Linked DNA regions of Mus musculus: all the other regions are linked to region 1. The links are chromatin contacts, called in public HiChIP or PLAC-seq and promoter capture Hi-C maps. All regions are on one chromosome and are shown on one strand. The core of a region is the stretch at or near the end of the contact, and the rest is flanking DNA. Distances in the headings are between cores, read along the strand shown.

Region 1 (3,046 bases), core at 335-2,834:
GTGTGTGAATGACATATAGGTGTGGATGAGAAGACAACATTCAGGGGCTAGTTCTCTCCTTCTACCACATGTTCCTGGAGATCAGACTCTGGTCAGCAAGCTTGCTGGCAAGTGCCTTATTGTCACACTAAGTCATCTCTCATCTCCCTAGCCCCTCACAATCTCACAACCTTATTTGTCAGAAAATTACGAGTCAGAAATATGGCTCATGCTTCACTGGGTATGAGTATGTCTTGTTTTGTTTTGTTTTTCGAGACAGGGTTTCTCTGTTTAGCCCTGGCTGTCCTGGAACTCACTTTGTAGACCAGTCTGGCCTCGAACTCAGAAATCCCCCTGCCTCTGCCTCCCAAGTGCTGGGATTAAAGGCGTGCGCCACCACAGCCCAGCGGTATGGGTATGTCTTATGTTTCATTTCAGTGTTAAATCTTTTTTTTTTTTAATAATTCTGTATAGCTCCGGCTGTCCTCGAACTCACTCTTTAGACAAGGCTGGCCTCAACTCAGAAATCTGCCTGCCTCTGCCTCCCATGTGCTGGGATTAAAGGCAAGTGACACCACTGCCTAGCTTCTGTGTTAATTCTTAAAGTATCTACATTTAAAAACAAATAAATCAAAGGAACAGTATTTCTGTCTATGAAATTTTGTATAACTCTATGGAATTTTTTTAACTTTACTGTTATCTAATTAACTCTTCTGGTGTGCATGAGTGTTTGTTTACATGTATGCCTGTTTACCATGTGTGTGCCTGGTGGCCATGAAGTTCAGAAGAGGATCTTAAATGCCCTGGAACTGGAGTTAAAGTTGTGGTAAGCTGCTATGTGAGTACTGGGGATTGAACCCTGGTCCTCTGAAAGTGCAGTCATTGCTCTCAATTGCTAAGTCATGCTTCCTAGCCCCTTGTGGGAATTCATGACTGAGCCTAGGAGAGACTTAACCAGTCTTGATGAAAGGCTACTTTCCTTTCCGATGTCTTTTTAATTTTCTCCATCTTTGCTATCCTGTCACAAGAAGAATGGCATTGTTTCAATTTTTTGCAAATCTCTGATTTAATACAGGACAGGTGAAGGCCTGGAGGTCTAGCTCACAAATAGACGGACTTGCCTAACAGCTAGAATAATTCACCCCTTTTTGTATTCCTTCTGTTGCACTATATCAGAAGACAACCTCTGGAAAGCGCTGTACAGTCATGAGAAAATGAGTGGAAAAAGTGTGTAATATTTACTGTTTTGAAAACTGTTACTCTCCTAACAGAGCTCTTGAAAGGCACTTTGGAAACTACTGGAAAGAAATGTTTATTTAGGGACGAAGGATGTTTTCGGGTTCTTATGCACATTCCTAACATGAGGGACGCCAGAATAAAGACGTTTTTAAAGCCACAAGTAGTCGCGTTTGAAAAATTACTTTGTGCTAATTGGCAGGATTTGACATAACTCAAGATGACAGCTGAGGCTCATAGTACTGAGCCGTACAGTGACGTCACACAGCTACTTCCGCTCACTCTCTTCGAGTTGGCCACTACATTTCCCAGAATGCTTTGCCAGCAATGGCGCCATTGGCCAGCGCGGCCGGAAGTGCACCTGACTCAGGAGGAAGTAGAAGGACTCGGAGGCAGGAGCGGTGGAGAGAGGAGCTGGGAGGTTGTGAAGCCCATCGTGGGTCTCGCGGCGTTCGGTGAGGACTGTGGCCTGGGACAGGCGCGGGGTCGCGCGGGGAGGGGCTTTTCTAACCTTGACTCATAGCCGGGAGGGACGCGACACTCGAGTAAAAGCGAAGCCTGCGAGTCCTGACCCTCCCTTTTAACTTTTCCTTTTAACAGGCTAGGACGAATTCGGACTTTAACGCGACACTGGGTCATTGGCGTGGTTTTGCTGCGACCAGAGGGGTGGCAGGCACCGCAGAGGTTCTGACTCAGCTTCTAGAGCAGCAGTGGTTAATAGGATGAACGTAAAATCATCAGAGTCACTTTAAAAAAACAGAGATGCTCTGACCTGACTGCAGACCAATATTGTCAGGATCTGGGCAGCAGGGTTGCGCAGCGAGAGTTGAGAACCGGCTCTTCCAAGGCTGAGTTCTGAGTCCCTGGAGGATGCCTGTGAAAACATCTGCGCAAAGGCTCCCCTTCCAGAATTAGCTACCTAAGCTATACCGCTTGCATTTGCTTACGATGATAAGCACGATTTGGGCACAGATGCCATCTTGGGCTCCATAAGAAACTTATTCTTCGGCTCCCGGTGGCGATAGTGTCCCATTCGGACTTCATTGTTTCCTGTTGACAACTTGGTCATTTATTCTGAACAAAGATTAGAACTCTTTCTTTCTTTCTTTCTTTCTTTCTTTCTTTTTTTTTCCCCTGCAGCTGTTTTGGATTCTGTCTAATTTGTGCCATCCAGCAAGCTGCCGGACGTGGAAAAGTCACATTAAAATCAGTCTTTTCATTTAGGGTATGGATCGAGGGTGTGGTTCAGTTGTTTAAATGGCTTACATGTACCACAAAGTCTGAGATTCGGTCTCCAACACCAGTGGGAAGTGGGGATGTTAGTCTTGGTATAAGTCTGATACCATATTTGATCAGCAAGACTATCAGTTAAAATGATAATTGGCATTGAGTGTGAGTTTATTATACTCTAGTTTGGGGCTGGGGAGGGGCCTAATACAGGGTCTCATAGCCCAGGCTAGCCTCACATTTGCTGTGTAACCAAGGATGGCCTTGAACTTCTGATCTTTCTAACTACATCTCCCCAATGATGAGACTGCAGGAATGGGCCACCACAATTGGTGATATCCTGTTTTTAAAATGACTTCCTTGGACAGGCATGATCCATACTCCTTTAATCCAGCAATGGGGAGACAGAGGAGGGTGGATCTCTGAGATCAAGGCCAGCCTGATGAACAAAACAAGTTCCAGAACAGCCAGGGTCACACAGAGAAACCCTGTCTCAAAAAACAAAAACAAACAAACAAAAAAAAACAAGCCGGGCATGGTGGTGCACTCCTTTAATCTCAGCACTCAGGAGGCAGAGGCAGGCAGATTTCTGAGTTCGAGGCCA
Region 2 (3,046 bases), core at 288-2,787, 840 kb before region 1:
CCTGAACTGTCCTAAGAGAAAGATCTTCAGTCTCCACTTTCTTGCCATCTGCCTAAGGAAAGTCTCAGGGTTAGTCTGTCTGTAAGTATTCTTTAATACTCTGTAACTCTAAACACAGGACAAAAACACAGCAAGTGCCAGGCCCTGACCTTCAGCACATAGTACCTAGGTCAGATTTAATTACCCCACTCTAATATATATATGGAGGGGTGTGTATTTATACATATGTGTGGAGCCAGTATGTGTTTATATTTTCATGGTCACATATGTGTGGCTGCACATGTATGGTGGTGCATGTGTGCATGTGTGTGCGCATGAATGTGGTAGTCCAGAGTTGAAGGCAAATGTCTTCTTCAATCAATCCCCCCTTACTTACGGAGGCAGGGTCTCTCTTTAACCCTAAAGGTCTCCAATTCTGGCTAGTCTCACTAGCCAACTTGCCAAGGGGATCTTTACGTCCCGGGTTCTGGAATTACTGGCAGCCAGTCCTCTTGCCTGGCTGATCCACTGGATCATATCTACAGTCTCTAAGTTATTCCCTCTGGGTACCTTCTACTTATGCAAGGGAAAAGGTTTACATTTGTGATTGTAACATTATTGAGATCTCTTTACTTCCATTTACATAAACAGAGATAAACACAAATGAGATAAATAAGGGGGTGTGGGCCTGGAGGTCCATCCCATATACAATCACCAAACCCAGACACTATTGTGGAAGCCAACAAGAGCTTGCTGATAGGAGCCTGATATAGCTGTCTGCTGTGAGGCTTTGCCAGTGCCTGACAAATACAGAAGTGGATGCTCACAGTCATCCATTGGACGGAGCACAGGGTCCTCAATGAAGGAGCTTGAGAAAGTACCCAAGGAGCTGAAGTGTTTTGCAGCCTCATAGAAGGAGCAACAATATGAATTAACCAGTACCCCCAGAGCTCCCTGGGATTAAACCACCAATCAAAGAAAACACATGGTGGGACTCATGGCCCTAGTTGCATATGTAGCAGAGGATGGCCTGGTCGGTCATCAATGGGAGGATAGGCCCTTGGTCCTGTAAAGGCTCTATGCCCCAGTATAGGGGAATGCCAGGGCCAGGAAGCAGGAGTGGGTGGGTTGGTGAGCAGGGGGAGGGGGGAGGGGGAGAGGATGTTTTGGGAGAGGAAACCAGGAAAGGGGATAACATTTGAAATTTAAATAAAGAAAATATCTAATTTAAAAAAAAATAAGGGGGTGTGGGGCAGAGGGAGGGGCAGGCTGACAGAGTAAACAGTAATGGGTCCAGAGTGGTCCAGAGAAAAATTTCTCGTAAGAACACTGAAACACTTTCAATCAGAAAATATCAGCTTAAAGGCTACCCTAATCCCTACCTTAAAGCTTACCCTAATCATTTTACACATAAGGAAACCAGGGCCTGGGGGTCAGCAGGAATCACCCAGTCCACAGTATGAAATGGTAGACACAAACTTAATCTAAAACTTCGTTCTCCACCTCCATTACCTCTAACCTTACTTAATTTGTAGGTCTTTCCAAGTCTGTGTGTGTTAGAATTGCTTAAATGTATCTGCTTTAAGAATCCAAGAACAACGGATGCACCCACAAAGGCAGTTGGAAAACTGAACAAACTGCAGGACCATGGTGACATCTAGTGGTAATCTTTGGTAGTGCACCTGTCTAGAAGACCTTTGATTTAATCAGGCTTACCATGAAAGCAGAAATATTCTTTTGTACACTGTTCCCTAGTTTGAGTTTGTCTGCTATGGTTATGAGATATACTTGAACAGTAATCCCACATATAGGATTATATGCTGAAGAATATATATATATATATATATATATATATATATATATATATTCAAATCATAGCAAAAGGCACATGACAAAGGCTTGTCATGGCACTGGTTATATTGAGTGTTTGGTTACAGTGGTCCTGACCACCAAGATTCCATCTTAGAAAGCTGCTGTGAATTCTCTTCTAATTAATAAGGGATTCATGGAGTAACAATGTTCGAGTTTGCAAAGCTGATGTTTTTGCTTGAAACCTCAATGAAGTAACAGTTGCAAAATAGTAACCTAATGCTGTCATTTTTTACTCTAATTTTACTCATTAGGATTTTAACATAAAAAGGGAACCTTCCCTATACTCCCATTTTTTATTAATTAATTCTTACATCATCCAGAGTCTTAGATTTCATGAGCTGACTCAGGTATAGATGACATCATCTGTATCTGAAGTGTCAGACGTAGATTACAGTTCTACATTAATTACAGAGTATATCTAAAGCTTCCTAATTTGCTGCAGTGGAGATTGGACTAGGGTGCCATGCATGTGAGGCTATTGCTCTGCCTCTGAGCCACAAAGCGAGCCCTCTGAACCTTTACACAACCTGTATCCAGGCCGAGCCCTTGCCTTAACCCCAACTATCACGCTTAATTTTGAATAAAGGAAGTGTAGTGTGAACCAGAGAAATGTCCTGAAATATAACCCTGCCTATCCAAAAAAAAGAAAGAAAAAAAGAAAAAAGGGAAAGAAAGAAAGAGAGAGAGAGAGAAAATAAGAGAGAGAGAGAGAGAGAGAGAGAAAGGAAGGAAGGAAGGAAGGAAGGAAGGAAGAAAGAAAGAAAGAAAGAAAGAAAGAAAGAAAGAAAGAAAGAAAGAAAGAAAGAAAGAAAGAAAGAAAATGGAGTTTCAATTGGGAAGTTGTCTATTGGCACTGGGGTTTTTTTTTTTTTTCCATTTTTTATTAGGTATTTAGCTCATTTACATTTCCAATGCTATAACAAAAGTCCCCCTTACCCACCCACCCCCACTCCCCTACCCACCCACTCCCCCCCTTTGGCCCTGGCGTTCCCCTGTACCGGGGCACACAAAGTCTGCGTGTCCAATGGGCCTCTCTTTCCAGTGATGGCCGACTAGGCCATCTTTTGATACATATGCAGCTAGAGTCAAGAGCTCAGGGGTACTGGTTAGTTCATAATGTTGTTCCACCTATAGGGTTGAAGATCCCTTTAGCTCCTTGGGTACTTTCTCTAGCTCCTCCATTGGGAGCCCTGTG
Region 3 (3,046 bases), core at 289-2,788, 750 kb before region 1:
GGTTTCGGTGTGTGTGTGTGTGTGAGTGTGTGTGTGAGTGTGTGTGTGTGTGTGAGTGTGTGTGTGTGAATGTGTGAGTGTGTGTGTGAGTGTGTGTGTGTGAGTGTGAGTGTGTGTGTGTGTGTGTGTGTGTGTGTGTGTGTGTTTGAGGTTCCAGCATTCACATGCGTGTACACCAAGTAAGTCATTGAAAGATGTCGGATGCCCTGATCTACCATGCTTTATCACCTTCTTCTGAGGCAGGCATTGCCACAGAGCCTGGAGCTGGCCACTTTTCAGGTAGGCTGGTTCCCGGTGCTGCTCCAGACCTGAGAGTCCACAGTCAGCTTTTTCCTTGGGTGTTTGTTGGGCATCTGAACTCGGCTCCTCATATCTGCACAGCAAGCACTGTTAACCAATGATCACCTCCACGCCCCCAATTTCAATCTTTTACAAAGGCAGCCTGGGATCAAGTAGTCTTAAGTTTGTTTGTTTTTTTTAAGGTGGTTATTAGCAATAATATGAAAATATCCTATTCTTTACCAGGGGGTTAAATGACAGATTTTTAAAATTGAAAAATTTTTGATAATTTCATACATGTATTCTTATTTACCACATTTCACCACTTCCTCTTGCCTCTCCAACTCCTTCCATGCCATCTTCACTCCCTCTCAAGTTCATACCCCCTGCCCCGGTTGTTACTGCTCCTTGACTATACATAAACACACATATACCCCACGGAGCCCATTTAGTCTTGCTTGTATGCATATGTGTTAAGGGCTGAACACTTGGGCTTGGATAACTTATTAAAGGGCTTGACCCATAGAGAAAGCTAAACTCCCCCCCCCCCTCAGAAGCCATTGTTTGCCCATAGTTGACACGGCAGATTTTTAAGAGCAATCTGAGCATTCAGAAGCAATTGAGCTGAGAATAAAAGAAAAGGAGTGAGCTGGTTGTTAGAAAATGCAGGGGAAGTCCAAGTGCAAGAAGATCCGACTAAAGTAGCCCTAAGGTCAACACATGAGGCAATGGCACAGCCTTAATAAGAGGTGGTTTGTCTTCACCCGAGTCCGAGTCAGCAGTTACAAGAAGTTAAAGGGAAGGAAAAGAACAAACACAAGAGGTTAAAACTTCTAGGGAATTTTAAGATTAGGCTGCTGTTCTTGGCTTACAGATCTGCAAGCAGGATCTCACTTGGCAGAGAGGGAAGATTGCCCAGAAGACTAATCAAATGGGAGTTTTATTGAAGTGAAATTCAGAAAGCATGAGCCAATCATTTTCTTTTAAAAAAGTATTTGAACCAGTGCCTTTAAGTATGTTCACAGTGTTAGACAACCATTGCTACTCTGATGTCAGACCCTTGCTGTCAACTTGAAAGAATCGTATGCTCAGAGGGCCCAGGTTAGTGACAGCCCTGTAACTTTTCCCTCTAAACTCTTTCAGACTAATAAAGGCATCACGCTTTCTAAGCCAAGAAAGGACAGCCTGGTTTCCTGTTAGCCCAGTTCTGCTCTCTCAGGGGGGAGGGCCCTCTCCCCAGGGCCTTTCTTCTTTGTTTCTCAAGCACTGGAGGGCTTTGGAGGCATGCCTGTGAGCAATGAGACATAACTGAACTGGGACCTCACAGGTGTTGGTGTCTTTCAGAGAGCCTGCTGGGACTTCCTGGTGCAGTCTTTGAAACTGAAAGAGGAGTTGGTTCCAGCTTTTCCGTGAATAATGCTGACTTCTAGAAGGAACTGGGAGTGGACTCCAGTCAAGGCAATTCTCTCAAGCAGTACATGTAGATTACTGAGAGCCCAGGTGCCAATCTGGTCTTGGGAAAAGCTCTGGAGTTTGGGGACCAGGAAGGTGGCACTAAGGAACAAGCCTTTGGCTGAGGCTCTGCGCAGAGGCCCAGGACAGGCTTTGGGAAAGGAGCAGCCTTCCTAACTCAACTCTGGGAGACTGGCTTTCCTGAGACTACACCATCACTATCACCACCTCCACCACCTCCACCACCACCACCCACCACCACCACCACCACCACCACCACCCACCACCACCACCACCACCACCACCACCACCACCACCACCACCACCACCCACCACCACCACCACCACCACCACCACCACCACCACCACCCACCACCACCACCACCACCACCACCACCACCAACCACCACCACCACCACCACCACCACCACCACCACCCACCACCACCACCACCACCACCAACCACCACCACCACCCACCACCACCACCACCACCACCCACCACCACCACCACCACCACCACCACCAACCACCACCACCACCCACCACCACCACCAACAACAACAACCACCACCACCCACCACCACCACCAACAACCACCACCACCACCACCACCACTAGCACCACCACCACCACTAGCACCACCACCACCAACAACAACTACCACCACCACCACCCCTTGACCAGCACCACCACAACCACCACCAGCATCAGCATCACCACCAACAGCAACACTAGCACCACCAACAGCAGCAGCACCATACCACCATTTTCAGAAATTGTAGAGTGGCCATCGACGGGGTTTATTTGCAGCTGGAGACATGGGAAGAAGGGTAACTTCTTCCCTAATGTATACATCACTATATACAAGTGGTTCTATCTTTTGAAGTGTAAACACTATTCTTTTGGTCTTGGGAGTGTTGGTTGAGCCTTAAAAACGTCAGGTTTTGCCAGATTCTTAAGCAGACTTTTAACATTGGCTGCTGGGGAAGAAAAACAACAACAAAAACTCCACGCACTGTAAATTGATGCCCCATTCTTGTCTCACCCAATGAGGAGTACTTGTCTCTAGGCACCTGTCTACCTTAAACACAACTGGGCTCACACAGGATGTTGTGGTAGGAACCTACTTTCTGTGCATATTATCAGAAAAGAACCCATAGTAAAAACTGCCCATTTGCTCACATATGCTATAGGTTAAACACAGGTTGAAGTTCAAAAGGAAGATTAAGGGTTAAAATTGCAGAATCAGAAGCACTGTGGAAAATGGGTAAGAAGCTGTTAGCTGGCATGAGGTAGCCACACCAGACAGATAG
Region 4 (3,046 bases), core at 176-2,675, 720 kb before region 1:
TTAAAATGACATTAATTTAGCCATACATGCTGGTGCATGCCTTTGATTCTAGCACTTGGGCAGGTGGATCTTTGTGAGTTCCAGGCAAGCCTGAGCTATACATAGAGAAACCATGTTTTCCCCCTCCCTCCAATTACATTAATTTTTCTGTGGGTCTGTTTGTACCAAGGCACAGGAAGTCTGAGAACAACTGTCAAGAGGTGGCCACGCCTCTTATGGGTCTCTAAGATTGAATTTGAAGTTTTAAAAAGTATCAGATATACTTATCTAGGGGCTGATGATGTAAACATTCTTCAAGTTACTTTTTAGGTCTTTCTTTTCTTTTTTCTTTTGCATAACAAGTAACACTGGGAATTTCTTGAATGGATGAGAAGGGTTAGGTCCCGTTGAGGCTTTCTTCTGTCTGAGTCAGAGTTTCAGTCTGTATCCCAGGGCTGGAACTAGAATTCCCTATGCCCAGGCTGGCTTCAAATTTATGCACTATCCTACTGCCTCAGCTGGGATTACAGGCAAGAGCCGCCTCCAGGGGTTCAAATGGAGACTGCTTTGATAGCTAAGAAAAACTCCACTTTATGTGAGGCACCCATTCTAAATTCCGAAAAGATAAGTTCCTAGCAACTCTGACTCCTTGCCCCTTCCCCATGAATTGGAAAACTGCTATGAAATGATTAACTGCTGGCTCTGATTTCTGCGAACTCCGCTCATCATTACGCACAGGGGGTGGGGGGTGGGGGTGAGGCAGTTCCTCACATAGCTGTCAATCCCACAGAAATGAAGTAATTGTAACTGCCCTTAAAAGCCCCTTTCCTGTTTTAGCTCACAGGAACTAAAGAGAGCGGCTGCTTAAGAAGAAAAACTCGGATAACTATAATTTAAACGGAGTCTCCGGTCTCTCCGAGTGACTTCGAACGCTGCAGCATTTATTTCTATGAAAGCATGGCATTCTTCTGTAAAGAGAACTAGCTTTCCTTGCATTTAAGGAGGCAAAGCAAGCACGAGTGGGTGGAGCCGACCGACACACAGATCTGGAACACCGTTGTCACACGGATATTTGTTCCATGAGTGTTTGGATCACTTTGGCCGGCTTTCCCCTGGAGTGGGCAAATTATATTCCTGGCTCCTTGCGTCTCTAGAAAAGTCTCCTCTTCAGTCCTCAAAGGTCGGCTTCATTCGGAACGCGACACTGCCACAGGAGTCACAGGGCTCCGCAAAGCTCAGCTCTGGTGGAAAAAAAAAAAAAGTCGCCACCGGGCCGGAGCATGCGCAGAACAGCCGGCGGCGGCCACCAAGAACCGGGAGGGGTCTCTTTCACAGAGGTCAAAGTCTGGAAAACACTCGGCCGGCCTGGGCTCCGCAGGCGTCACATCGGAGGAGAAACCAAACAAGCGGCAGCCGCATTTCCCCCTCCCCTACAACACATTTCCGGTCTCAACCACACTTTCCGGTCCGCCCGCCGGTTCCGGTCCCGCCCCTCGCTTCCGGTCTCCTTAGGTTCCGCTGCGGCCGGCTTTTTCGTCCGCTGTAGCTGGTTCCGCCGCGCTCCAGGTGAGAGGACGCGGGGTTCTCCGGCGCGCCTGCCTGTGAAGGCGACGCTGCGGCCGGGGGATGCCACTGAACTGCATGCGCCCCGTGGTTTGTCTCGCTGCGGTCCGGGTGGGCTGGGACTGCAGCTGTCCCGCCTGGCCCCCAGAGGCCCCTGTCCCGGCGCACTGCGGGTCGTGGCCGCAGCCTTCGCATCCGGCCTTCTCACCTGACCCCAAGGCTTCCCACGTCCCAGAATGTTCTGCGTCCGCGGGCCTCGTCCCCCGCTCCTGCAGGGTCTGTCTTGTCCTCCCCTCACGCGGGTTGTCGAAGGCGTCCGAGGCAGCTTGTTTCTGAGACTCTGCCTGTCTTGGGATACTCCCGGGGCAGTCCGGGCTGCACCCCGCGCGGCTCCTGCGGGCCGGCGCCAGGGCCCGCGGCCCAGCACCGCACGCTCACTCTTGCCGGGCTGGATGAAAAGTTCACACTGTCACTTTTGAAATTGCCGCCGTTGGCTGCTTTTCGTGATGCGGTGTTGGGCGAGAGTCGCTGTGACTTATTTTGCAGGTTTCTAATCTGTACAGTGAGGTCGCTTGTTAGTCCAGGATTGTGAAGATTAAGATAGCGATAGTTAACGTGCTCAGCCCTCACTGCTACCGTTCTCCTAGCTCCTCGCGGCTTATCAAATGCTGTCAGGTGTTAGCGCTTATCAAAACACATACATGTGAACTGACTCATCTCTGGGTTTGGAAGGCTGAGGGCTAGAGAGGTAAGAGACTAGGCAAACCCAACACAGGATGTTAGGCAGAACTCCAGTATAAACATACGTTGATTACATATCCCATAAAAATGTCCTCTTTGAGTTGGATCGCCATCACCACCCACTCCCACCCCCCAATTTGGGGGACAAATGTGATAAACCATTAGCATTGTATGAGAAAGTATAAAAATGCCCATGCTTTTTTTGTCCTGCATGATTCTCAGTAGTGATGAAATGAGATTCAAAAATTAAAAAAAGTTTTAAGAACTTAAGCTGGAAAGGTTTGTATAACCTTTTTTTTTTTTCTATGCCCAGAGTCTTGGGGCATTTGACAACTTGTCTTTACCATTTGTAGCACAAGTTCTTTATGAAGTAGTGCCTGTTGTTAAGTGCATGGGGCCCATGCCATTGGCAGGTTTTTCTAAAGCCGGTAACAGAAGAGCCTAGAGGAGTAGCATGCTCAGCCTCTACCACCTCAGAGGTGGTAGAAAAAGACTGGTTAAAGTGGACATTGTTAGGTCTCTTTCCTTATTCTGATGATACTTCCAAGAAGTCTTCATCAAATTTAAGTCAGTGGTATTGGTTGAGAACCACTGGTCAAAAAACTCTCATGGTCTCCAGACTACCCTGCCCGTCCAAGCACCGGTTAGCTCAGCTCAGCTCAGCTCAGCTCAGCTCAGCTCAGCACAGCTAGAAGCCTTCCTAGCTCTTACGAACAATCATTCCTGTTTCTGTGTCTTACAGATTTCAAATTGACCCACATGC
Region 5 (3,046 bases), core at 191-2,690, 630 kb before region 1:
CACCCTGTCTGTTGTCCGAGAAGAAATTCTGTACGTAAGTCTGAAATAAGCTATACTCTTGGGAATCTGAAGTTTCCCCACCCTTTTCTTGAGTTTTGCAGTATTTTCCACCCATGGCAACAGGTAGACTGGGTAAGAAACTATCCTAGTTAAGGATTGTCACAATGTATTGTTCTTCCTCAGAACCTTCCCAGACTCCTCCAGCAAAATTCGTGGCAGGGAGCATGTGCAGCAAGCAGGTAGTGACAGAATAGAATCCCACTGAATTTGGTGGACATGGTTGTCAGCATCCACCTACAGAAGCCATGTCTTTTTGAACGTCTCCTTGGGGAGTCACCAGTGATACAGACTCCCTTTTTTTCTGATATGTCTCTAATATGTCTCTGTATTTCATTTTTTTAAAAAAATCAAATGTTTGGATTATGAAATAGGTCAGCTAAACACAGAAACTACACTGACAGATTCAATTCACCACCACAAGTAAGTGTGTGAAATCGTGAGTGTAACCACATTTCTCAGATGGTGAAGAAAATGTGCAACCATCTTTCTTGAAATGAAACCAAGAGACCGATGAGTGTCTTTCACTATCTGATAGTCAGGCCCATAAAAATAAACCAATTTATGAGAAGGTCTGAAGGGCAAGTTTAAGTCCCTCTATGTCTTCAGAGAAAAAAAGTGTGTGTGTATGTGTGTGTGTGTGTGTGTGTGTGTGCATGGACAACTTTTGAACATTGGTTCTTGTCTCCCACCTTGCTTTTACGAAGCAAGATCTCTCTTGTTGCTGCTACTGCCCTCTCTCCTCCAAACTAGCTGGGCAATGATCTTCCAGATATTTTCCCTACTCATCCTCCAATCTCTCCATAGGAATGTCGAGGTCATAGATGTGTGCCACATCCTGCCTTTTATGTGGATTCTGGGGGTGAAAAGCAGGTAGTCAGACTTGGGTGGCAAGCTTTTACCCAGTGAGCTAGCCTTCTGCCCCCCCCCCACTGATGCTTTCTAATCTTTCTATCTGTTATAGGGGTATTTTGTCTGTGTACAATGTGCACACCTGGTGCCTCCAAAGGCCAGAAGAGTTCATCAGGTCCCCTATGGCTGGAGTTAAGGTTGTGAGCCACCATAGTTGTGTTGGGAATCAAGCCTAGGTCTTTCTTGATAGAGCAGTTATATACACAGTGTCATACTCGATTTCTTGCCATTAACATTCCTGTTCTTGCCAGGGGTGGGGAAACCACAGCTCACTGTGTATCTGAAGCCCATGGATACTCAGAGACAAGTCCTGGCTTCCTGTCCAGACCGGACACGAGTGTTTTTGCTTTAAGCCCACAAACTCCACTTTCTCTCCCTGACAGGGTTTTCACTTCTCAGTAGGGGCAGGCATGTTCAAGGAATTAGAAGGGAAACGGAGAGGAGGAAATAGAGGAAGAAGGAGTCATGTGGACGAAGCGGAGGCCAAGGGAAGAGTAGGAAGAAGGCTTAGTGACAAAGAGGAAATCGGTGTAGAGCCATAGAAACCCAAAGATCTAATGTTAAGAGAGGAAACTCCATGGAAAATCCAAACAAAGAAAATACCACAAGGGAGGAAAAGAAAAAGACAGGGTTCCTCCTGTAAGCTCACTGCTTGTTAGGAACCAAAACACTGTGATTTCATCCAAACCCAGACCCCAGGTTTCTGTTTTGATCAGATTAAAATGGCCATTGAAAGCTGAGCCAGTGCTCAGTATCACACAGGTGGTACAGAAAACTGACCCAGGTTCCACTGCCCTGAAGGTGGATCCACAACGGGCACAAGTCAAACTTTTGGAGGCACCTAGCTTATGAGGCTACACTGTCTGTTTGCGTACCCTGCCTGGTAGTTTCCTGTGCCATCTCATGGTGGCTTCTTCCCAATGACTGATATTTTGGGTAGTGTCTGAAGTGATTGACTAGCTTGGTCCTTAAACCAATCATGTCCAAACTTGGGGGTAACCTAGAAACCAAGGATCATGTTAGGCGATATCTTATTCTCCAAAAGAAGGGAGAAGAAATGAAAGAGAAAGCTGTCAGTCTGTCAGTGACAGTGCATCCCTGTCATGACTGTCCCATTTGAGACATGCATTGGTTGCTGAGGTGGGTGGAATGACAGCCACATACACACTGTCCATCGTTTGGTAGAGCTGTTGCATGGCTCTCAGAGTCTCTATTGGCTGAGTGGGTGCAGGGGCTACTGTGTGGGAGCAACTGCTGCAAGGACAGACTGCCCCCTGTTGCAACTCATCTTCTTGAGAGCCCCCTCGATCTTAATTTAACACTTAGCTGTTCATTCAGGAAAGGGATGTGAACTTAAAAAAATAGTATAATCTGCTAAGTGCAATGGTGCCCAACTTTAGTCCCAACACTTAGGGTACAAAAGTAGGTGGATCTGGGAGCTGGATCCAGCCTGGTCATCTACATAGTGAGTTCCAGTTCAGCCAGAGATACACAGTGAGAGCCTGTATGAAAAAAAAAAGAGAGAGAAAAAGAGAGAATATTTTTTTCTTTTACAACTTCATACATGTAAACACTGTATTTTGATCATATTCATCCCTAACTCACACTTCCTGATCCTCTCAGGAACCCATAGGAACCCCTCCCTCTCCATCTCTCTTCCTCCTCCTCTATTGCTGCCTCTGTGAATCACTGAGGACAATCAGTCCTGCCTGATGGGATGTTGACTGATACTGTTGACTGTGTCCTGCGCAGGTAACCAACCAGAGCTTCTATGAATTCATGACTGCAATGCCATGTGCTGCCCAGAAGACAGCATTCCACGGCCCTTCTCTCTGCTCTCTCCACCCCTCCTCCTCGATGTTGCCACTTAGGATGGAACACTCACTAGACACTTCTTTGAAGTATTCTGATCAGCTATGGCTTCCACATAAACTGCCGGCCACTTCAGAGAGAAGACTCTAAAGCCAAGGTCGAGAGCAGAGCTAATGTGAGGTTAAAAACACAAATATTTTTTGTAAGAGAGCTTGAGGATGGATGTGTTCATTTAGCAAGACAACAGTAGTATCTTCTCACATAG
Region 6 (3,046 bases), core at 374-2,873, 600 kb before region 1:
TTGGAATAGGTAGCATTACTCATCCACATGGTTCAAAAGGAATTTGAGGAATGCCTTTTTAAGTTTGCCTCTGATTCTCCATCCTACAGACAAGACCTTTAAGTTCCTTGTTATTGCCATTCTCTATTTATGACCTTTCATATTCTCTCTTTTGGTGAAAATGATGCTCCATTTGGGGTATGAGCTGATGACTCTGTGACTCTGTAAACCTGCCTGATGGTAGGCAGGGTCTTTGTGTACCAAGAGAAGTATGATAGATGCAGATGAGCTACAGGCCAATGACAATAATTAAAAAGCCTATTCTATAAAAGGCTGGACTGGACAGGTAGCAAGCAATGCTAGATGTGCAGGTCTATGTCGCGCGCGCGCATGCGCGCGCGTGTGTGTATGTGTATGTGTGTGTGTGTGTGTGTGTGTGTATGTATACATATATACATATATATATTAATCATATATGGCATATTATATATATTGAATTATATCTGTATAAATTTATATAGGCCTTGATTCTGCATATGGGAGTTGCCATGCAAATTTAGACAAATTGAGACCTGTTTATCATGTCATTTCTGTCACAACTATTCAACCCTAGTGAATTGACATGACTGACTGTGTTACAATAGAACTTCATTTACAATGCCAAACAGGTTTGGCTGATGTCTTGGATTTGGCCATCAGGCTGTAGCTTACCTGAAGTAGCCAGTGAACTTCCCAAGAGTTTATAAGGAGGATGCAATTCATCTGGAATTAGTAAAGACCGAAAGTAGGGATTATATTGATCATTGAAGTGTTTCAAAGAAAGAGGAGAAATGACAGATGATGGGCCCTGTTCCCCCACAGGGACCTGGGAAGTACATTTGATTAGGGTGGGCCTTGAGATTTATAGCCAGCCTTCACTTCTTGTCCCGTCTCAACTTCCTGCTCTGTGGAGTTGTCCATACGCAGCTGTTGCACACATCTGAAACCCTGGAGCTATTGGCTGCCGTGCTTGCCCTGCCATAGAGGACACTACCCACCCCAACGGGGAGCTCAAGAAAATCCTTCATTACTTTCTTGTCAGGTACTGTGGCCACAATGATCACAACAATACAGCGTCATTATTGGGAGACATCCAATTCAGGTAAAGGTAAATGTTTGGGGTCGGGTGAAGTCAGGGTCGGGGATAAAGAAGACATTTAAGGAGAACAAATTTGGCTGAAGGAAATAAGTTGTCTCAAAGAGAAACATTCTAAAATGTCAGGGTGGAGGAGACAGCTGTGAGGGGACATTCCTGTAATTCTAGCACTGGGGAGGAGGAGGCAGCGTGATTGAAAGGCTAAGGCTAGCCTAGTATGTACATGGAGACCGTGGCCAAACAACACAGCACTACACCACAAAATGAAAACAAGAGCGATGACGGAAACTAGAACAATAAATAAATAAATGAGTGGCTAAACAAACAAACAAATGTGAGCTCTGGAAATAGCTGAATGAAGGTCTGTGTGCCTTCACACCAAGCCACAAGGGCTCAACTCTCTCTGCTGCACGGCCTGATGGCATTTCAACATTTCCCTACTTGAGTGCTTATTAATTAGTGAGTTTCCAGTTTGCCACGCGACCCAATGTTGCAAGAAGAGCCCTCGCATACCATGCCATTGTGAAATAGCGCACTGGCGAGAGCCTGGCAGTTGCCTAGCGAAGTGCCAAGATCTAGACACAGCCTCTCCTACTTCTCTGTTCCTTTTAGCTACCACTACCTGAATCATGGATGTCAAGAATCTGGAATGTGAGTGAGGGGCCAGCGCCTTCCATTGTAGAGATAGTCATTTGTAGATTGGTTCTTAACAGAGCATCTATCTGGCACCTGAAGCTAAGCACAAGTGGTAAATGAGACAAACAGGCTTCCGATCTGGAGAAGCTTCCATTCTAATGAGCTGCATGTTGGCAGATAGAGACACACAAAAGTCATATGAAGAAACTAGCTGTGGCTATAACAGAGTGAGGTCCTGTGGCAATTCCTAACATGGCACGTCTGAAACATTGGAGCATATACTGGGTGAGGATTTTTGTGTTGGGATGCTGCCAAGCCAAGGCTCCTTGATAAACATGGGTGCAGCTGGAGTTGCTAGGAGTCTATCTTTGCAGAAATTGAATGCTAGGGCCCAGTGCTTTTCTTGGAGAGCTGCAGTTTCTTCAGCTCCCTGGATATACTTCTTACACAGGGGCAGAACTTCTCAGGCTTAAAGAGGCATAATCTCTGGGCCATAAAACTCAATAGTTCACAGAGAAGAACTGATGCATTGCCGGGAACCCCTTCAAACTCAGAAGCTCATGAGGAGGTGAGGACATAATGGTTCTAATTACTTCTTGGGGGTTAAGGTCCTCATGAGTTAAGGTCTTTCTGACCCACATTGACTGACAAGTGTTTCCCTCCTTCTGCATCCCTCTGAGAAGCAGTTCCAGGCATTCTTCCCTTCTGGTAATCATGAGGTCTAGGGCAGTGTCCTAATACTTTTCTCTTAAGGCTTAGTTGCTCTGATGGAACAGAATGTGTGTGTGTGTGTGTGTGTGTGTTTGAGAGAGAGAGAGAGAGAGAGAGAGAGAGAGAGAGAGAGAGAGAGAGAGAGAGAGAGAGAGAGGGAGGGAGGGAGAGAGAGAGAGAAGGAGAGAAGGCTGAGAAAGAAGAGGGCATCAGAAAGATGAACCTGGTGAGGACCAAACCTCTTTGAATTCTACTGTGGGCCTCGTAACAGAAGCAGGAAGAGAAAGGCAGGCCTAGGAGGAGTGATAGCTTGGAGCAACTATTTAAGAAGTGACAGCAGAAGAGAGACCAAAACCGCAACACAGTTAATTAACATTTTCACTGGACATTGTTTGACTCTTTAGAAAGCCCCTAGTCTGAGGAGGGACAGTCCCTGGGCAAAGGGTTCTGCTCTGGACAAGAAAAAGATGTGGGTGGAACATGGATGAGGTGCGTGATCCCTTCCTCAAAGTACTCCCCATCAGCATCCCATGATGCTGGAAAGCCCCCAGGCTGGCTGTCCTTTCCTTTTGGCCACAATTATGA
Region 7 (3,046 bases), core at 219-2,718, 580 kb before region 1:
CCTTTCTCCCACTCTACCTCTTCGGGTGAGGCTGGCCAGGGGTTTGAACCTGGACTGTTTGCTCTGGCTATGCAGCCCTGGGTGATTCACCTGATTAGGTGCTGACTAGGAAATAGAAGCGAGGGATGACATTGCACATTTGTCAGGAGCATCCTAGGGAGGATATGCCTGAGGGTCTTAGGTACCATTCGAAAAACCTTCAGTGTATATTGGCCATTTTCCATGCGTTAGCCCAGCTCATGGTCAAGACTGGATGGACCCTCCTTGAAACACCATCGAATCCTTCATCCTTCCCTTTGTCTCTCTTCTGTCCAGAGATGCTGGAGAGGAGCTGTGCAAAGCCTGTGAGGGTTGCATCTCCTTAGGGCCATCGCCAACCCCAAGAATTGTATTTTAGAAGCTCATTGAACTGGAGAGGAATGAGCTTCAAGTATCAGCCTCTGGAGACACAAAACTATTAGAGCTAATGGCGGTGCCAATTAGCATAACTACTGCACACACAGAGTGAGCTGGGCACGGTGCTGGAGGGCTTGTGTGCACTTTCTTACCACGAACCCTATGAGATGTTTTATGATGTCACTTTTTCACGTGGGGACAGTGAGGGGCAGAGAATGTCAACAACTATGCCTAGGACACACAGCTCTGGAGCGACAAACCTGAAGCCAAAGCCAGCTGTGACTCTGATGTTTGCTGTGGAGAAGGGGCCAGTAATCAAACATGCGACAAAATGATAACTTGCTCTTAAGGTGGCATTTGTGGGATAGCTTTGTATCCCTTCAGAAGACTACGAGGAGGAGGAAGCCATGTGTGACAGAGACTGGGGAACATCTGGAACCGTGGTGTCATGTGGGGAGATCTCTGGGGTCTGCTAAGGGTTCAGGAGGGAGAGATGAGGAAGGGGAAGGCCTGGAAGAAAACGCCTGCAGCAAAGGCAAGGGGAGAGATGTGGCCTCTGTTTCAGGGACATCAAAAGACAGAGGAGTTACCTGTCATGAACTGCACTTGGAGGAAGGGGAAACTGAAACATGGCAAGGCAGCAGCCTTGGCTAAGGGCAGTGGCTTAGAGGCAGGGTTAGGATAGGAAATGCCATCTACAGAACCCCAGAGCTTCTGCAGGGTGGCAGTCATCTCAGAGTCTCATGTCCATCACCAATAAAGAAAAATACTGCTAACCCCTGGGAGGATCTAGGCCAGCCAGCCACCCAGCCACAGCCAGGGCTCCGATGTCGGGGATGTGGGACTGTGGTAGCAGAACGAGTTCCCTTTCCTTTCCTCTCCTTTCTTTTTTCTTTCTCCCTTCTCCCTTCTTCTCTTCTCTTTTGAAGCAGTGCTACACTCTAGCCCACGCTAGCCAAGGCTGGCCTTAGATGTGCTGCAGTCATCTTGTTTCAGTCTTGTGAGTGTGGGCTCGATCTACCCACAATCTAATCCACAGACAGCTGGAATAATTCCCAAGGTTTAAGATGTTGACAAAAGACTGTGTCTGTGCACCACACCCAGATTTATTTCTCCTCCTCCTAGGGATCACATTACTCACCCCTTTTTTTAAAAAAATATTTCATAATCTCTCTCACCAAACTATAACAAAGTGTGAGATGAGTTTAGAATCCAGCAAGTAAGGGACCAGAGAGGATCCCGTCCCAGCCTGCTCTGCTTCGTGATTGGTTCTTCTTTCTTCCCCGATTCTGTAATTGTCATCCTGCCTTTCTCCCCAGCCCCTTAAGGCACCTGGTCATAGACAAGGTTTCAGAAGCCTGAAAGGCTTTCATGGGCTGGTGCCTGATAGAGCCAGCCAGGAGAACCTACCCCAGTCTGCCTGCTGCTTGGCACTCTTCTGCCATATGAGTCTCTAGGATTCTACTTCTCCCTACCTGCCCCACCACAGCAGTTGCTGATGGATAGTGAATGTTCCAAGCTCCACCACAGCTAAGCTCTAGGTATTTGGCTCTTGATCCCCAAGAGCATCCTTCTATAGTTTTTGAACCAAATGGAGTCATGGCTAGCTCTACTGAAGTAAAGTTGTCATGGCCTTGAAGAGATACTTGTAGAGTCTGGAGTGATATCCATTAACCTCAGACCAGGTGCTGAGGTTGGGTCTAGTGTAGAATAGAAGTCATTTGTAGATGAAGGTAAGGAATAAGAGGCATCCGAGAACATCCCCTGTTTATGGGTTTAAAATGTAATCACCAAGTTAATAATAAGAATATTGACTGGCCTGTTTTTCTCTGTGGAGGAGAGAAGAGAACCTGCACATCAATCAATCAATCAATCAATCAATCAATCAATGATCTACTTAGTCAGCATTTGCACATTGAGCATCTATTCTGGTGGAGAACACCAGAGACAGCATAAGATGAAATGAATAGAACCTTTGCCTTCATTGGGCCCTTCATTCTATTGTGGAAAGGAACTGGCCAATGAACAAACAGGTCTAACACAATTCCTAGATAATGAGGAAAGCAACCAGGCAACAGGCAGAAGGGCTGGCAGAAGGGATCTGTCTGCACACGGGCCATCTTTCTAGGTCTGGGTGGTACTAACATCAGGTGGCTTTTCTTAGAAGTAGATGGGTCTTCATTCACAGAATCAGGTTTGCTTCATACAGGAGAAATATTATCCAGATCAGTACCTCACAGGGGAAGGTCAGAGCCAGAGTGTCGAGAGTGAGGTTCTTCAAAGCTCCACACGAGGAACCTCTGTCCATCCTTCTGAAGTGAAGGTGGGCACATACATTCAAGAGGCATGATCATATTGATTATATGTTCTAGCACTGAGTCTGCCTGCAGAAAGCAAGGCTCACGCACCATCTCTTGTGGAGATGCACAGGCATTGTCTTGACTCTCGTAGGAATACCAGGACTTCTAGGACTCAGTTTCCCAGTGTGGCTATTCCTCACCATGGGATATATGTCATATGTGGTCCTGTGCTTGAACTAAATCTGTATTAGTAGTTCACTTATGTCTCATAGCTATCCCTTGCTTCAAAGACCACATCGTGGTTGATTGAATGCAGTTTTTTTAATCAGAGAATGCTTTTGCTTTGGAAA

What was found. Promoter capture Hi-C pulls out the DNA fragments that hold promoters and counts their contacts. HiChIP or PLAC-seq counts read pairs in DNA pulled down with a chosen protein or histone mark.
Region 2: a contact with region 1 is called in a promoter capture Hi-C map of hippocampal neurons, with 3 times the contacts expected there. The contact joins the promoter of 4930597A21Rik here to the promoter of Ttc1 in region 1. A contact is called at or near these places in 4 of 39 promoter capture datasets (embryonic stem cells, hippocampal neurons, liver and 1 more), 3 of 115 datasets of contacts at active chromatin or transcription factors (bone marrow-derived macrophages, double positive thymocytes and large pre-B cells) and 2 of 9 other capture datasets (adipose tissue and liver).
Region 3: a contact with region 1 is called in an H3K4me3 HiChIP or PLAC-seq map of bone marrow-derived macrophages, with 5 times the contacts expected there. The contact joins the enhancer-like site here to the promoter of Ttc1 in region 1. A contact is called at or near these places in 3 of 39 promoter capture datasets (the HPC-7 cell line, cranial neural crest and stem cell-derived epiblast-like cells), 3 of 115 datasets of contacts at active chromatin or transcription factors (bone marrow-derived macrophages, large pre-B cells and neural tube) and 2 of 9 other capture datasets (embryonic stem cells and macrophages).
Region 4: a promoter capture Hi-C map of neutrophils shows a contact between it and region 1, with 5 times the contacts expected there. The contact joins the promoter of Ublcp1 here to the promoter of Ttc1 in region 1. A contact is called at or near these places in 18 of 39 promoter capture datasets (the 3T3-L1 cell line, the C10 cell line, the HPC-7 cell line and 12 more), 10 of 484 Hi-C or Micro-C datasets (B cells, bone marrow-derived dendritic cells, cortical glia and 6 more), 24 of 115 datasets of contacts at active chromatin or transcription factors (acute myeloid leukemia, bone marrow-derived dendritic cells, bone marrow-derived macrophages and 19 more) and 5 of 9 other capture datasets (adipose tissue, embryonic stem cells, liver and 2 more).
Region 5: an H3K4me3 HiChIP or PLAC-seq map of bone marrow-derived macrophages shows a contact between it and region 1, with 10 times the contacts expected there. The contact joins the enhancer-like site here to the promoter of Ttc1 in region 1. A contact is called at or near these places in 9 of 39 promoter capture datasets (the 3T3-L1 cell line, 3T3-L1-derived adipocytes, the HPC-7 cell line and 5 more), 1 of 484 Hi-C or Micro-C datasets (bone marrow-derived macrophages), 3 of 115 datasets of contacts at active chromatin or transcription factors (acute myeloid leukemia, bone marrow-derived macrophages and microglia) and 3 of 9 other capture datasets (embryonic stem cells, liver and macrophages).
Region 6: a promoter capture Hi-C map of liver shows a contact between it and region 1, with 9 times the contacts expected there. The contact joins the enhancer-like site here to the promoter of Ttc1 in region 1. A contact is called at or near these places in 13 of 39 promoter capture datasets (the 3T3-L1 cell line, 3T3-L1-derived adipocytes, the C10 cell line and 9 more), 4 of 115 datasets of contacts at active chromatin or transcription factors (bone marrow-derived dendritic cells, embryonic basal ganglia, embryonic midbrain and 1 more) and 2 of 9 other capture datasets (liver and macrophages).
Region 7: a contact with region 1 is called in a CTCF HiChIP or PLAC-seq map of the NIH/3T3 cell line, with 14 read pairs. The contact joins the enhancer-like site here to the promoter of Ttc1 in region 1. A contact is called at or near these places in 13 of 39 promoter capture datasets (the 3T3-L1 cell line, the HPC-7 cell line, cancer-associated fibroblasts and 8 more), 1 of 15 datasets of contacts at CTCF or cohesin (the NIH/3T3 cell line), 3 of 484 Hi-C or Micro-C datasets (B cells, large pre-B cells and long-term hematopoietic stem cells), 18 of 115 datasets of contacts at active chromatin or transcription factors (the 230-238 cell line, VIP interneurons, acute myeloid leukemia and 14 more) and 4 of 9 other capture datasets (adipose tissue, liver, macrophages and 1 more).

Annotation. Positions count from the first base shown.
Region 1 is chr11:43,746,546-43,749,591 of GRCm38.p6, reverse strand. Ttc1 (tetratricopeptide repeat domain 1) reads left to right here and starts at 1,584. Exons shown (of 8, transcript NM_133795.2): 1 at 1,584-1,670.
Region 2 is chr11:44,584,808-44,587,853 of GRCm38.p6, reverse strand. 4930597A21Rik (RIKEN cDNA 4930597A21 gene) reads right to left here and starts at 1,537. Exons shown (of 4, transcript NR_126460.1): 1 at 1,504-1,537; 2 at 377-552.
Region 3 is chr11:44,494,898-44,497,943 of GRCm38.p6, reverse strand. No RefSeq gene overlaps it. Among named protein-coding and RNA genes, the nearest start is that of Rnf145, 23 kb to the left of the region's middle. Within about 2 kb of position 1,538, at least 110 of the 459 cell types and tissues checked have an H3K27ac peak or open chromatin away from gene starts, as enhancers often do. A contact at or near this core is called in bone marrow-derived macrophages and macrophages, where this site is marked.
Region 4 is chr11:44,468,927-44,471,972 of GRCm38.p6, reverse strand. It overlaps Ublcp1 (ubiquitin-like domain containing CTD phosphatase 1), which reads left to right and starts at 1,425. Exons shown (of 11, transcript NM_024475.5): 1 at 1,425-1,545.
Region 5 is chr11:44,371,440-44,374,485 of GRCm38.p6, reverse strand. No RefSeq gene overlaps it. Among named protein-coding and RNA genes, the nearest start is that of Il12b, 27 kb to the left of the region's middle. Within about 2 kb of position 1,440, at least 4 of the 459 cell types and tissues checked have an H3K27ac peak or open chromatin away from gene starts, as enhancers often do. A contact at or near this core is called in bone marrow-derived macrophages, macrophages and microglia, where this site is marked.
Region 6 is chr11:44,348,343-44,351,388 of GRCm38.p6, reverse strand. No RefSeq gene overlaps it. Among named protein-coding and RNA genes, the nearest start is that of Il12b, 50 kb to the left of the region's middle. Within about 2 kb of position 1,623, at least 20 of the 459 cell types and tissues checked have an H3K27ac peak or open chromatin away from gene starts, as enhancers often do. A contact at or near this core is called in bone marrow-derived dendritic cells, where this site is marked.
Region 7 is chr11:44,328,098-44,331,143 of GRCm38.p6, reverse strand. No RefSeq gene overlaps it. Among named protein-coding and RNA genes, the nearest start is that of Il12b, 70 kb to the left of the region's middle. Within about 2 kb of position 1,468, at least 10 of the 459 cell types and tissues checked have an H3K27ac peak or open chromatin away from gene starts, as enhancers often do. A contact at or near this core is called in the NIH/3T3 cell line, where this site is marked.